Regions from separate parts of the Sus scrofa genome. Here region 2 is linked to region 1. A link is a contact called in public Hi-C data. All regions are on one chromosome and are shown on one strand. The core of a region is the stretch at or near the end of the contact, and the rest is flanking DNA. Distances in the headings are between cores, read along the strand shown. Region 1 holds the start of LGALSL (galectin-related protein). Region 2 overlaps LOC110259999 (a long non-coding RNA gene).

Region 1 (7,443 bases), core at 1,759-4,258:
GCACTTCCTGCATGATAGAGGGGACCAAATCTATACTCATCGAGGCCCAAAGGAGGGAATGTGTCTGCCACACAGTCTGTGACAAAGAAATACACTGAGACCACTTAACCCAAAGTGGGAAACGAAGACAGGGCCAGTCCTCATTAGCAAAAGGAAGAAGAGAAAATAAAATGATAATCACTATATTCTTAAAAAGATGTAACTGATATGGTTTGGTGCTACTTAAAAGGTTAAGAAAAAATGAGAAAAACTCTAAATACTTAAAAATATTTATTAATCAAACAGGTATTTCAGGGCAGGTATCTATTATATGCCTAGTGCTATGATGAATAGTACATAGAAAAGTATTTATTCTTAGCAATCAAGACATGAAAATATGGGTTTATTTACATGTATTGGCTAAATAGGGCCAAGGTCTACTATTAATTTTTAATTTGTATTGGCAACCAGCACTCTATTGATTGCTTTTCTTTTTTTCATTATCAGGTGACAAATATCCTGGACACACAAAAAATTCTGGCTGTTTAAAGCATTCTTGGCAGACCCTAGATGAGAACATCACCATCCTGCCAAAGGCTGGAGCTGAAGCACTCGAGGTACTCACCCTGAATGGCTGGTCTGGGATGAATGGGAAGTAGGGGATGGCTGACTGCTCTTCACCTCTTTCCCCAGATATACAAGAATTTCTGAGCAGCTGTCGGTCTGTGAACACAGCTTTAAGTTCAATTGCCACATCGGCGGGAGGATCTTCCGAGTCACCACAGGTCAAGCTGATGGCAAAGCTGGAAAGAAAATCATCTCATTTATTCATGGTTGAATAGAAAGACATTTAACAAAGACCTAGGCTCCCAATCCTTTCTTCTTCTCTGGATTTGTCAGCTTTTAATGGGCCACTACTCTTCACATGGGAGGTTAGACTATGGAGCAGTAGGATTACAACAAACTGGTTTATTTTGTTACCTAGCAGAGGCCCTGGTGAAAACTTCCCTGAAGATGAAAATAATTAACTGTAGACATTTCAGATACCCCAAACCCACACATCTGTGTCTTAATCCATTTCAAAGTCTCAAATTGAGCCCAATAACCTGACCAGGGGAAATACTATCTTGTAAAGTTTGGTTCTCATTTATATTGATAGTTCTTACTCCAAACACCATCCTTTAAAAAATGTAAAAAAAAAAAAAAAAAAAAATCCTTCGGGCTCTCTAAGGGTCAAAGAGAAAATGATGTGGGCCTATATTTATAATCTCTGATATAAATAGCTGTCTAGAGAAATGATGGCTGGGATTCATACACATTCTTTTCATGGGAACATAGCACTTTCTTGGCACTTCCAACTAGCAACACTGGCCGCAAGGGGAAGAAGAGGAGACAGAGTAAACCACAACAGGAATGGGTAAGACCTGGTGACCCTCTGATAGATCTAGGTGACAAGAACTTGTCTTACCTCTCCGGGTTGAGGTCTACGATGCCCATCACTAACACCTTCTTGCCTGGTCTCATGCCACCTTTAATGTGCCCACAAAATGGCACGATCTGCAAAGGAGAAAGTTTACAGCCTGTTAGGGAAGAGCCAAGCCCTCAGATTCTGAGGACCTGACCCATTAGAAAACGCAGTTAGAAAGAAGAGGGTACAGGCAGGCAGACACAGAGCGCAGAACAAAATCATTTACCAATCGTGGGAAGTACACGTCGGCTTGAACTGGAGAGCCCAAGGAGTTGTTTAAATGCCCATCGTCTAGTTTCTAAAAATAGAAGCAAACAGATTGGCTTTCTAAAGGCCTTTGGGGAGGGGGTTGGGGGGCGGGGAAGAACCTACACAAATCCGGCGGAATCCAGCAGCCCTGCACAGAAAGCAGGCAGTATCTGCAGATGCTGCCACCTCACAGTCCACTGAAAAACCGCATAACCCCCCAGAACAAAACCCGTCCTTTCCACCAGGTAGCTAAGCCTCTGACGATCCCCAGACCCTTCCAATCTAGATCAAAATCAAGGTCGAGGCCCACTGGGGAGCCAGTGCCCGGCGCCGGAACAAGGCAGGTCCCTCTCCAACAGCAAACGCCCCTAGAAAAGCGGTCGCCCAGGCCTGTCCTCCGGGACGTGGCTGGAGTGCAGTGGCCGCGCTCAACTTCTCTCGCGAGCCCTCGGCGCGGACCCATTTCCAAGGGGGAATCCCCGGGACGTCGGCGGCGGACGCGGGGCGCACGTCCCGGACACAATCACACAGGCGCACACTCACACGTGCAACGTGCACACACCTGGCCGGCGGCTGCACGGCGCAAAGGGGTATGGCGGTCACCCCTATCCCGCGGGCCGCCCCCACACATCTCCCCTCAGCCAGGGCCCTTCGACCGGGCTACCCCTCCGGCCGCACACCGCGCACAGCCCGCTCCCGCTACCAGGTACTGGGGCGCCTTTCCACGCGGGGGGCGCGGGGCAGGGCCTCGGCTCGGCGGGAGCCGGCGGCCTGGCCGTGCGGGCCGCTGGAGGGGGGCGCACTCACCACCACAGCATCGCTGTCGGCCACCGACCCCGCCATCTTCTCGCGCAGCGCGGCGGGGAGCACGGCTGGCGGCCCGGCGGCAGGGGACGTGGGACGCAGCGCGCGGGCGGGGATCCCGGGGCGGTCCTGCACCGGGCGGGAACGCGGGTCCGAGGCTGGCTCAGGCGCGCGCACACACGCGGGCACGCGCGCGCGCGCACCAGGGGCCCCGGCGCCGACCCGGCCGGTGGGGCCGGGGAGAAGGGGAGGAGGCGGGGGAGGTGCCGCGGGCCGGCAGGTCTGAGGTGGCCGCAGCCGCCGGCGTCCGGACAGCGCTGCCGAGTCGAGGCTGCTGGCTTCTTCAGGGTGCTGCTGCCGCCGGTTGAGGAAAAAGGTGGCGAGGGCCGCGCCTTGCCGGCCCTGGGCAGCATTTAAAGGCCGCCGAGGCCCGGCTTGGGAACCGGGAACAGGGCGGGGACCCGGCTGGGCTGCTGCGGCTTGCTCAGCTTGCCCTACCCCTCGGCCATTGGACAGTGGCAGGAGGCTGGGGCGGGAGGGACGGGCCTGTCGGGCTCGGGGCGTGAGTACGGGCGGCCGCCCGGTCGGCCCTCTCCCTCGGCAGGGTGGGTGGGGCTGGGGCACGGGGAAGTGAAGGCCTGAGCCTGCCAGGTGACAGGTGCTTGTGACATCCCGCCCCTCCGCTCCATCCTTCTCCGGCCACGTCTCGGAGCAGGTGGGACTGTGGAGACCGAGGTCAGCAGAAGATTGGGAGTGCAGATGGTATTCCAGAGCTCAAGATTTCTTTCAGAGAATTCCCACAAAGTACGAGGAAAGATTCATTGGGCTTTCTGGGGTAGAAAGATAATGAAAGGTCTCTGAGCTTTGCAAAAATAAATATTTGACCTAAAAGCAAGAGGTAGAGAGAATTCACAAGTGGGACTTTTATATTACAGAAGATTAGGTACAGAAGACTCCACCCCCCGCCCCGCCCCCATGGAAGAATGGGCAAGTCTGGGGCTACCTGGAAGCTCTCTCATGCAGGGGTCTGGCTAGTCTTAACAAGTTGAATCCGTCAGAGTGACTGCCCTCAGAAAGCCTCCATTAGACCGTTTTGTTGTTGTTGTTTTCTTGGTTTTATTAACAAGTCACCTGCTCAGTATAGGGAGTAAATTTGTCACTGAAAATCTCCTGATATACTTTGTGGAGCACTTCTCAGGGGGTACACCCCTCTTTATTCCAAGGCACAAATTCCTTTATGGTTTCCAAATTAGGATGATTATGTAACTACTCAGATAAAGCTGTATCAACATACCCTTTATTAGATGACATCTTGGCTTAAACATTCCACTGTGTGAATCACTCGGGTGATTTATACTAATAAGCAGGGAGCATGTGTGACCTTACTGCAATTCCAGAGGGGCCCTCAGAGGCTCCCTTCTTGCCACGTTGCTGAATGTTTGGCCTAGGACATCACTGAGGCTTTTGTGTCTTAGCTTTCCTTTTATGGACCAGAGCTAATCATGATAATCTCAGTGGAGTACAGAGAATTACCTGCACACGCCTGTAAGCTACAGACATATCTTTTGTGTGTGCTGAATTTGAGGCTGAAGGGCGGCATTGTTAATGGCTCACACTTTTGCTCTTGTTTACCCAGTCTTAGCTCAAAAATCACACTTTATTGATTATTTTAAAATATTAGGCAGTCACAGGAAACAGTTGACATTTTGAAAGCACACTTTGATATGTCTCAATTTCTGAGAGCTTAGTATAGGAAAAACCCATTGAAGTAGTTTTTTGTCATTAGCTAAGCTAAGAGTGACACAATACATCATGGTAGTTAAAGAGTCTGTGCCCTTGGTTTAAATCCTGGCTCTACCATTGACTAGCTGAGTGATCTTGGACAAGTTCCTAAACCTCTCTGTGCCTCAGTTTCTTCATCTGTGAACCAGAGATGACAGCAATGATGACCATAGTGCCTATCTCGTGTTATTGGGAAAATTAGATAGATTGGTTCCTGTGCTTTCCTTAGAGTTGTACCAGGCACATAGTAAGCACTTATTCTACAAATGTCCCAAGGGCCTGCCACGTACTAGGCACTGGGGAATCCAGTGGGGACTTTTATTTTTATTTTTATGTTTTTTGCCTTTTTTGGACCGTACCCATGTGGCATATGGAGGTTTCCAGGCTAGGGGTCCAATTGGAGCTGAAGCTGCTGGCCTATGCCACAGCCACAGCAACTCGGGATCCGAGCTGCGTCTGTGACCTACACCACAGCTCATGGCAACGCCGGAACCCCAACCCACTGAACAAGGCCAGGGGTTACACCTGCGCCCTCATGGATGCTAGTCGGTTTTGCTAACCGCTTGAGCCATGACGGGAACTCCCAGTGGGGACGTTTAAACAACTGATCTTGCACTCTAGTGGGGAAAGGCAACCAATCAATAAATATATAATATGTCAGGCTTAAAAGTGTTAGAAAAAAAATAGTAAAGTAAGTAAGGTGGGAGAGAGGTAGGAGGTAAGGTAATGCTGTTTGCAGTGTGATCAGGGAAGCCAACTGTGGTAGAGTTTGAGGATCCCTGGAAGGAGGGAGGCATTCAGAAGCCTGGGAGAAGACTGCTGGCAGAGGGAATTGCAAGGGCAAAGTGCCCAGGATGAGGTATGGGAAGAAAGTGTTGGGTGCAGATGGGGTGTGGGACAGAAGTGATAAGTAACTAGGAATGGAATAGGCTATGTAGACTGTGTGAAGATTGACTTCTTGGGAGAGGTGGGCAGACGTTGGAAGTTTCTGGGCAAAGGGGTTTGCCTTCTGTTGTGGATGCATCCCTCTGGCTGCTGTGGGGAGTGGTCTCTGTGGTGGGGGAAGAGTGTAGGAGGGAGGGTAAAAGCAGGACTTGGGAGGTCCCTGCCCCAATCCAAGCAGGGTATAATGGTGGCTTAGACACAGTGGAAGTGATGAAGATGTGAGAAGCCCTGAGCCCTTGATAAGCCTTAGCTGTTGTTGTTATGCAGTTGTGAGAGTTCATATCAACTTCTAAGCCTCAGTTTCCAAAATTAAGGGTTTGGACGCATTCATCATTCCTCCTTAGCTCTTAGAATGTTCTTATGTTTCCTGAAAAGCTGTATAAATACCGTCTAAATTTAAATGGGTTTGAGAGTAGATGCTGCTGAATGAAAATAATCTTGGGTTGAATCTTTCAATAAGTGTTTTTTTAGGGTGAAGAATAACCCTTTGGATTACTTTGTAAGTGGAGTTGAAGATATTTGGATTGCTTGAGATGAGTTCTTACATTTTTTACATTTTAAAGGATGTAAAGAACAGGAAGGTCCTGAATCTGCCCAGAATATTTTAACATGGAAAATTGCCTTTTATTACAAAAATACTTGATTCTTTATCAGTCATTCTATAGAATGCTTCCTTTTGAACATGGAGAGCAAGGAGAAAGGCTAAATGAATTTTTTGTTATAATAAAAACTGAGCAGAGCTGAACTACTCCTTATAGGGGAAAGTTCATTAACAAATTAATGAATTAGTTTAAAAATTTTTTGATGTTGAACAGAGAAAGACAGGGAAACTTTGCTCTGAGCTTTGATTATAGGCATTTGTGTCTAAAAAAGATTAATGAAGATTGTGACCCTTTTATGAAATGCCACAGTGAACTGCATTATTGCTGGAAACTACTAAAAAGGCTAAAGAAGGTGGGGAAGGCAGTCAAACAGGTGATTAGCATTGAAAAAGACTTATACACAGGTTTTTGAAGATAGACTTTGCTAAATGATCTTCCCAGATGAAAATAGATCACTTCCTTCTTTCCTTCCCATTCGATATGTTTTATTCAAATGTAGGCCTGCAGAATTTCTGGGGGAGAATACAGTACTGACGTCAATTCAGCCACCATTTTATGAGCATTGCTAGGTGCTGTGATATCACAGCCCAAGAAAAGGTGTTTATGGATACGCGGATCTTGTTCTGCAGGAGCTCACAGCTCACTCTGGGGGCCAGTGTAATATAGTGGGTGAAATAATAAAGGCCTCAGACCCACAGCCTGAGCACTGAGTGGGGAGAGTCACTCCCATTTGGAGGATTAAGGCAGCTTTCTGGAGGAGCTGGTATATCTCTGACCACATGCCCGGCAGCACCTTCTGCAGTCTCATCAAAGCAAGTCTGCAAAGACTGCATGGTGGCTCTATTCATGGCCCGAATTCTAAACCTACTTCTCAGTCTGGTCAACCACGAGCTGCACCCTTATTCCCAGAGAGAGGCTGGTTTTGTCTCCTGCCCTGGTCCGAATGGACATGTGCCTTCTTCCCTTGAACTGTGACTGGGAACCCTGATCCCCTAGGCCTGACTTTGAGCTTCAGACCTCTTGTTTTTTTGTGTATTATCCTCATTGGCAGGAGCAGGGTTTCTCACCCTCAGTACTATTAACATTTTAGGTTGAGAAATTCTTTGTGGTGGGGGTTGTCCTGTGCTTATAGGATGTTGAGTGCTAGATACCAGTGGCACACTCTGCCCCCTGTCCACAAGTGGCGACAACCAAAAATGTCCTCAGACATTGACAGATGTCAAATGTCCCTGAGTGAGGTGGAGCAAACTTGGCTCCAATTGAGAACCAGTTATCTAAAAGGTGCTTTAGTACTGATATCAGACAAAATAGACTTTAAAACAAAAGACATAAAGAAAGACAAAGAAGGACACTATTTAATGATTAAGGGATCCATCCAAGGAGAGGATATTACTATTGTCAACATATATGCCCCAAATACAGGAGCACCAGATACATACAACAAATATTAACAGACATAAAATGTGCTTTAGGAGTCCTTAGAGTTCCTGTTGTGGCTCATTGGGTTAAGAACCTGATGTAGTGTACATGAGGATGCAGGTTCTATCCCTGGCCTCGCTCAGGGGGTTAAGAATCTGGCATTGCCATGAGCTGTGGTATAGGTCACAGACACAG
Region 2 (7,307 bases), core at 926-3,425, 84 kb after region 1:
GTCCTTGGGAAGATGGCAGGGATCAGCCCATAGGAGGGAGGAACTGGTATTTGGTAAGATGAGAGATCTCTAACAGTTCACATGTGAAGGAAGGAAGTTCAAGTTTATTCCACTTTGCCGTGAGAGAAAATACTTCTCATTTGTCTGTCTGTCTATCTATCTCTGTATGTTTCTCTCTCTCTCTTTCTTTCTATTACAGTATAGTTGATTTACAGTGTTGTGCCAATTTCTGCTGTACAGCAAAGTGACCCAGTCATACACACACACACACACACACACACACACATATATTCTTTTTCTCGTATTATCTTCCATTATGGTCTATCCCAAGAGACTGGATATAGTTCCCTGTGTTGTACAGCAGGACTTCATTGCTTATCCATTCTAAATATAATAGTTTGCATCTACTAACTCCCAATTCCCCATCCATCCCACTCCCCTCCTCCCCCTTGGCAACCACAAGTCTGTTCTCTATGTCCGTGAGTCTGTTTTTGTTTTGTAGATAGGTTCATTTGTGCCATATTTTAGGTTCCACATACGAGTCATATCATATGGTATTTGTCTTAGAGAAAATAGTTCTTGATTCTTTTCCCCCCCGGTGGTTTGTGTTTATGGGGTGAACCTAGGAGAAATCTCCTTTAACAGCAGGTGGAATGTAAGGTAAGTCATTCCCCCCCTGCCCTGAGCTAATCAGAATTTCAAAAGGCATGTTTGGTTGTGCTGTATTATATTAGAAGGGTATGGGTGAAGCATGAGCTATTTACCACTATCTAGGTCAAACTGATTAAGTTATAGAAATAGAAGCTCTCTTTAATCCATATGATGAAAATAAATATTTTCAGACAGCAGTCAGAGTACAAAGGAAAATTCCATCAGTGTGACCTCAAAATCATAGTTTTAGAACCCACAGGTGTCATAGTCTAGAAAGCCTAAGTACTTGGTTTTTGTCTAACTTTGTGAGATACTGCTCTACTCTTTACCCCACAAACTGACAGAAGAATACCCAGCAGCCCTTGAGAATGCACATATTGATGATCATTTATGAACACGTGTCAAAGTGTTCCTTGGACCTAGCACATGAGATACATCTTGAGATATGTTATATCTCAGGAAATGGACTAGTGAGGATGAAATCAGTCTTTCAGATAAAACGTGGATTTTTAAAACCTTATGTTTCTTCTAAAAATGGAGAAAGATATCCAAGGAGATAGAAAAATATATGCAGAAAAAAATATTCCTTGAGTTGATTCTCGAGCACCCATGGTGAAGTCGGTACAGATATGCATTGCACAAATGGAGGAAGGGAGAGGCTTGCATGGGTCTGGGGTTTAGGGAAAGTGCTTGAGGTCTTGCTTCATCAAGTAACCTCCCTTCAGAACCCAACCTGCAGCTTCCCTGTCCTTCACATGGATTTCCTTCAGCATTTAGGCATCTGATCCTTGCCATAATTTCACAGTCTGTCTTCCCAGAGTTCTCTAGTCATTTCCTGTTCTCTGAACACTGGCTACCACTCATTACCCCTCCCCACCAACAGAGGATTCTTACTCTTAAATTTACCTCCACGGTAATCGTCACTTTCTTGAATGCATCAATTAATGCTAGTTGAACTGAACCAAAAAATGCATCTGCTCTAAGCTAGGTAATGTTGCCCTAGGGTGGAACCACAAACTGTTCACTTTTTCTTTACCCCGTAGTCTTCATGTCCTCCTAAATTCGAATTAGAGGACCCAGGGAGGGCAAGGGGGTCCAGTCTGTTTTCCTCATCCACTCTGCTCAGGATGTACTGTGGTACCTGGCAGTTCACACACTCAAGCTTTCAACAAAGTTTCCAAGACCTTGTGAAGGGTGGGAATGAGTGGAGAAGTCTGGGAGGGGCCCCTGGGCTGAAAGCCAAAAGCAGGTGAGAGTTTGCCAGCAAGCCTTAGAGGGTGACTCAGTGGGAAACAACTTTACAGAGAAAAGTAGTGAGTAGGGATATGGCCGAAAGAGGCGTGAGGAGAAGACGCCTTTGGCACAGTGTAAAGCTAATGTGCCCTGGTGGTTCAGTCAGCGTTTCTTTCCAGTTGGTATTGAGATTTCTCCCAGCCTGGCTTCTGCTTACACTCCAGTGCAGGCCCCTGTGGGAGCCTGGCTCTATGGCTGCTCCTCTCTCCCACTCCCTGCAACTCATGACCTCCTCAACCATAACCAAGAGAGCAAGAGAAATCAGTTGCTTTGGGAGTAACTGTTATCTTAAGGGTACATGGTGACCACAAAAACAAAGAGTTGGTTTTGTGGTTTGGGATGTCATTCCGATTGCGAGGATGCGTGTAATCCCGAGTATGCAGAAGCTTGCTTGCAGCTGAATGGGGACACATTACAAACTCTCTCATGTGTTTCTAGGAAGCACTGATACCCTTTTCTTTGGAGGTTATTATTAGACCAAGATGCCAGCCATGCTGATGGCCTCAGACCTATTCCTTGTTGGCCTGGCTGTGGGGTATCCGGTAGCACCAACACTAGACATTATGTCAGTCTGGGAGAGAGGCCCAGGTGCCTGTGGGCTCTGGTGGCACCCGAGCACAATGCTGGCTCCATGCTGCCAGTGTCAACCACACACACAAAATATGACAACTTTGTTCAGCACTCTGCACAAGCTAGATAGTCCTGTCCAGAAGGAGTTGGGTGGGTCTCAGTCTAACTCATAAACTCATTTTCATACTATTTTAAAAGAAGCCTCAATTGCCAAGAAAACACTAAAAGTCACTGCCTATTTGTATGTGAGGGGGAGGGGAGTATGGAACAGGGTGGGAGAAAGGCTTCTCAATGTTTACCTTTTTATATCTTTTTGAATTTTGAACCACTACACACACATATATTTTAAACAAAAAATAAGAAAAAAAGTCATTATCTCAGCTTCTTCTACCCAAGAACTTCCAATGGTGTTTCTTAAAGGTGCCTGGTATACAAAATTACTAGTAATAGGTTCTGTATCAAGGATGTGCTATGTGCCCTTGGACTCCAGGTATCCCCTCCCCAAAGGTCAAAGACTCACTTGTCAAACAATAAGAGTGGAATAACGTTATCCCTAGTTCCCAGTAATCTCATGGCCTCTAGAAAGGTGTGAAATGGGATGAGATGATTCCCTGCAAACCTAATCCTGAAAGGCAACCCCAGAGAGGTAGACTGAAGGGAGGAGCCATCAGCAAGAACCCCCATGCTTAACACAAACACACCCCATTTCCAACTGGAGACCATTGGATGTGCTTTACTCACCACCTGAGCCATGCAGGGCCATGTTGGAATCTGAGGCGGAAGGAAAGCTGTGCAACCCCACGTGCATTTTTTTAATTACTTTTTAATGGAACGTTAAAGTAGTTGAAAAAAATGTTGAAAGATTGAAAAACAGGTATATTAAAACAGACAACATTATTTTAAGTTTGCATACTTGATTTATATCCAAATAGAATTTATTATGATTTTAGTTCTGCTTAATTAATTAAAAAAATCTTTAAAATTGTCCCTTAGGAGAAATGGTCAAACATGATAATTTTGTCAATTAAAAATGAGAGAAGCAAAGAAGTAGATCTGGAAAATATGATTGATGGGTTGTCATTCACTGAAGCCATGAACACACATTTTCCCTTTTGCCTCAGGCTCCTATATGGCTCAGCCCCATACTGATCTTTATTTGAAATTTTGATATATTGCCTATCATGGATTTTTTGCATTAATTTTTATCTTTTTTAAAGTATGGCATTAAAATTTTTTCTTGTTGACTGATCCTATTAAATTTTTTTAATTTTTTTAAATTTTTTTCCCACTGTACAGCATGGGGATCAAGTTATTCTTACATGTATACATTTTTTCCCCCACCCTTTGTTCTGTTGCAATATGAGTATCTAGACATAGTTCTCAATGCTACTCAGCAGGATCTCCTTGTAAATCTATTCTAAGTTGTATCTGATAACCCCAAGCTTCCCATCCCTCCCACTCCCTCCCTCTCCCACCGGGCAGCCACAAGTCTATTCTCCAAGTCCATGATTTTCTTTTTTGAGGAGATGTTCATTTGTGCTGGATATTAGATTCCAGTTATAAGTGATATCATATGGTATTTGTCTTTGTCTTTCTGACTCATTTCACTCAGTATGAGAGTCTCTAGTTCCATCCATGTTGCTGCAAATGGCATGATGTCATTCTTTTTTATGGCTGAGTAGTATTCCATTGTGTATATATACCACCTCTTCCGAATCCAATCATCTGTCGATGGACATTTGGGTTGTTTCCATGTCCTGGCTATTGTGAATAGTGCTGCAATGAACATGCGGGTGCATGTGTCTCTTTTAAATAGAGTTTTGTCCGGATATATGCCCAAGAGTGGGATTGTGGGATCATATGGAAGTTCTATGTATAGATTTCTAAGGTATCTCCAAACTGTTCTCCATAGTGGCTATACCAGTTTACATTCCCACCAACAGTGCAGGAGGGTTCCCTTTTCTCCACAACCCCTCCAGCACTTGTTATTTGTGGACTTGTGAATGATGGTCATTCTGACTGGTGTGAGGTGGTATCTCATGGTAGTTTTGATTTGCATTTCTCTTATAATCAGTGATGTTGAGCATTTTTTCATGTGTTTGCTGGCCATCTGTATATCTTCCTTGGAGAACCGTCTATTCAGGTCTTTTGCCCATTTTTCCATTGATTGATTGGCGTTTTTGCTGTTGAGTTGTATAAGTTGCTTATATATTCTAGAGATTAAGCCCTTGTTGGTTGCATCATTTGAAACTATTTTCTCCCATTCTGTAAGTTGTCTTTTTGTTTTCTTTTGGGTTTCCTTTGCTGTGCAAAAGCTTTTCAGTTTGATTAGGTCCCATGGGTTTATTTTTGCTCTAATTTCTATTGCTTTGGGAGACTGACCTGAGAAAATATTCATGATGTTGATGTCAGAGAGGGTTTTGCCTATGTTTTCTTCTAGGAGTTGGATGTTGTCCTGTCGTATATTTAAGTCTTTCAGCTATTTTGAGTTTATTTTTTGTGCATGGTGTGAGGGTGTGTTCTAGTTTCATTGCTTTGCATGTTGCTGTCCAGGTTTCCCAGCAATGCTTGCTGAGTAGACTTTCTTTTTCCCATTTTATGTTCTTGCCTCCCTTGCCAAAGATTAATTGACCATAGGTGTCAGGGTTCTCTATTCTGTTCCATTGGTCTGTCTATCTGTTTTGATACCAGTACCACACTGTTTTGATGACTGTGGCTTTGTAATATTTCTTGAAGTCTGGGAAAGTTATGCCTCCTGCTTGGTTTTTGTTTCTCAGGATTGCTTTGGCGATTCTGGGCCTTTTGTTGTTCCATATAAATGTTTGGATTGTTTGTTCTAGTTCTGTGAAAAATGTCATGGGTAATTTGATAGGGATTGCATTAAATCTATAGATTGCTTTGGGTAGTATGACCATTTTTACAATATTGATTTTTCCAATCCAGTAACATGGAATATCTTTCCATTTCTTTACATCTTCTTTGATTTCTTTGATTAAAGTTTTACAGTTCTTGGCATATAGGTCCTTCACCTCTTTGGTCAGGTATATTCGGAGGTATTTGATTTTGTGAGGTGCAATTTTAAAAGGTATTGTATTTTTGTATTCCTTTTCTAATATTTCATTGCTGGTATACAGAAATGCGACTGACTTCTGAATGTTAATCTTATATCCTGCTACTTTGCTGAATTTATTAATCAGTTCAAGGAGTTTTGGGGTTGAGTCCTTAGGGTTTTCTAGGTATAGTATCATGTCATCTGCATACAGTGACAGTTTGATCTCTTCTCTTCCTATATGGATGCCTTTTATTTCTTTTGTTTGTCTAATTGCTGTGGCTAGGATTTCCAAAACTATGATGAATAGCAGTGGTAAGAGTGGGCATCCCTGTCTTGTTCCAGATTTGAGTGAGAAGGCTTTCAGTTTTTCCCCATTGAGTATTATATTTGCTGTGGGTTTATCATAAATGGCTTTGATTATGTTCAGGAATGTTCCCTCTATACCCACTTTGGTGAGGGTCTTGATCATGAATGGATGTTGGACTTTGTCAAATGCTTTTTCTGCATCTCTTGAGATGATCATATGATTTTTGACTTTTCTTTTGTTAATGTGGTGTATGATGCTGATTGATTTGCGTATGTTGAACCATCCTTGTGAACCTGGGATGAACCCAACCTGGTCATGGTGTATAATTTTTTTGATATGTTGTTGGATTCGGTTGGCTAAGATTTTGTTGAGAATTTTTGCATCTATATTCATCAAAGATATTGGCTGATAGTTTTCTTTTTTGGTGTTATCTTTGTCTGGTTTTCGAATTAGGGTGATGGTGGCATCATAGAATGTCTTTGGGAGTATTCCCTCTTCTTCAACCTTTTGAAAGAGTTTAAGGAGGATGGGCACCAGTTTCTCTTTATATGTTTGATAGAAGTTGCCTGTGAAGCCATCTGGTCCTGGGCTTTTATTTGAAGGGGTTCTTTTATGACATCTTCAATTTCATTTCTAGTGATCGGTCTGTTCAGTTGGTCTGTTTCTTCTTGATTCAGTTTTGGAAGGCTGTAAGATTCTAGAAAATTGTCCATTTCTTCGAGATTGTCAAATTTGCTGGCATATAGTTGTTCATAGTATTCTCTTATGGTTTTTTGTATTTCTGCAGTATCCCTTGTGATTTCTCCTTTTTCATTTATAATTTTGTTTATTTGAGTTCTTTCTCTCCTCTTTTTAGTGAGTCTGGCCAGGGGTTTGTCAATTTTGTTTACCTTTTCAAAGAACCAGCTCTTAGTTTTATTAATTTTCTCTATTGTTTTTGGATCCTCTTATATTTTGCACTGGAGGTGAGAGCTTCGCCCTAGTCCTGGCCCAGTTAACTATGGTGGCCCAAAGGTGGCCCTATGGATTGCTTCCTAGATTGCTATTGTCAGACTTTAAATCTTCATTCAAATCCTGCCCAACTATTAAGAGTCCTCTCAGTGCCCATGACTGAGGAGCCTCTTTCCCTCAGAGAACTTGTCTCTGCATTACATCCTCATGATTCAGAGCACTAAGCCCTGGAACCAGCTTCAGTTATTCTTAGTTTTCATATGTGAAAAATTCAGAGGCTTGCCTGCAGTTGTCCTTCAGCCTTTGGCTAGATGGAATATACAAATGTAATTCTCCTAATCTCTTCCAAGGCCCTTAATCATTTATAACACCCTTGGCCTGATCCAGTATGCTCACAGAGCCACATCTAGAGGAAGTAGGTAACGGGAAGAAAGAGTGACACCAGCAGTGCATGAACAAGCGACACCCAACTCCTTCCAGCCC

What was found. Hi-C and Micro-C count contacts between places; a contact is called where the count stands out from the background.
Region 2: a Hi-C map of embryonic fibroblasts shows a contact between it and region 1, with 1.9 times the contacts expected there. The contact joins the enhancer-like site here to the promoter of LGALSL in region 1. A contact is called at or near these places in 2 of 5 promoter capture datasets (fetal skeletal muscle and liver), 4 of 47 Hi-C or Micro-C datasets (embryonic fibroblasts, epiblast stem cells, liver and 1 more) and 1 of 2 datasets of contacts at active chromatin or transcription factors (skeletal muscle).

What each region holds. Positions count from the first base shown.
Region 1 is chr3:77,476,407-77,483,849 of Sscrofa11.1, forward strand. LGALSL (galectin-related protein) reads right to left here and starts at 3,009. Exons shown (of 5, transcript XM_003481202.4): 1 at 2,504-3,009; 2 at 1,674-1,745; 3 at 1,448-1,536; 4 at 605-782. The coding sequence starts at 2,539.
Region 2 is chr3:77,561,111-77,568,417 of Sscrofa11.1, forward strand. All of the region lies in intron 1 of LOC110259999 (a long non-coding RNA gene), which reads right to left. Among named protein-coding and RNA genes, the nearest start is that of LGALSL, 85 kb to the left of the region's middle. Within about 2 kb of position 2,176, at least 6 of the 83 cell types and tissues checked have an H3K27ac peak or open chromatin away from gene starts, as enhancers often do. A contact at or near this core is called in embryonic fibroblasts, where this site is marked.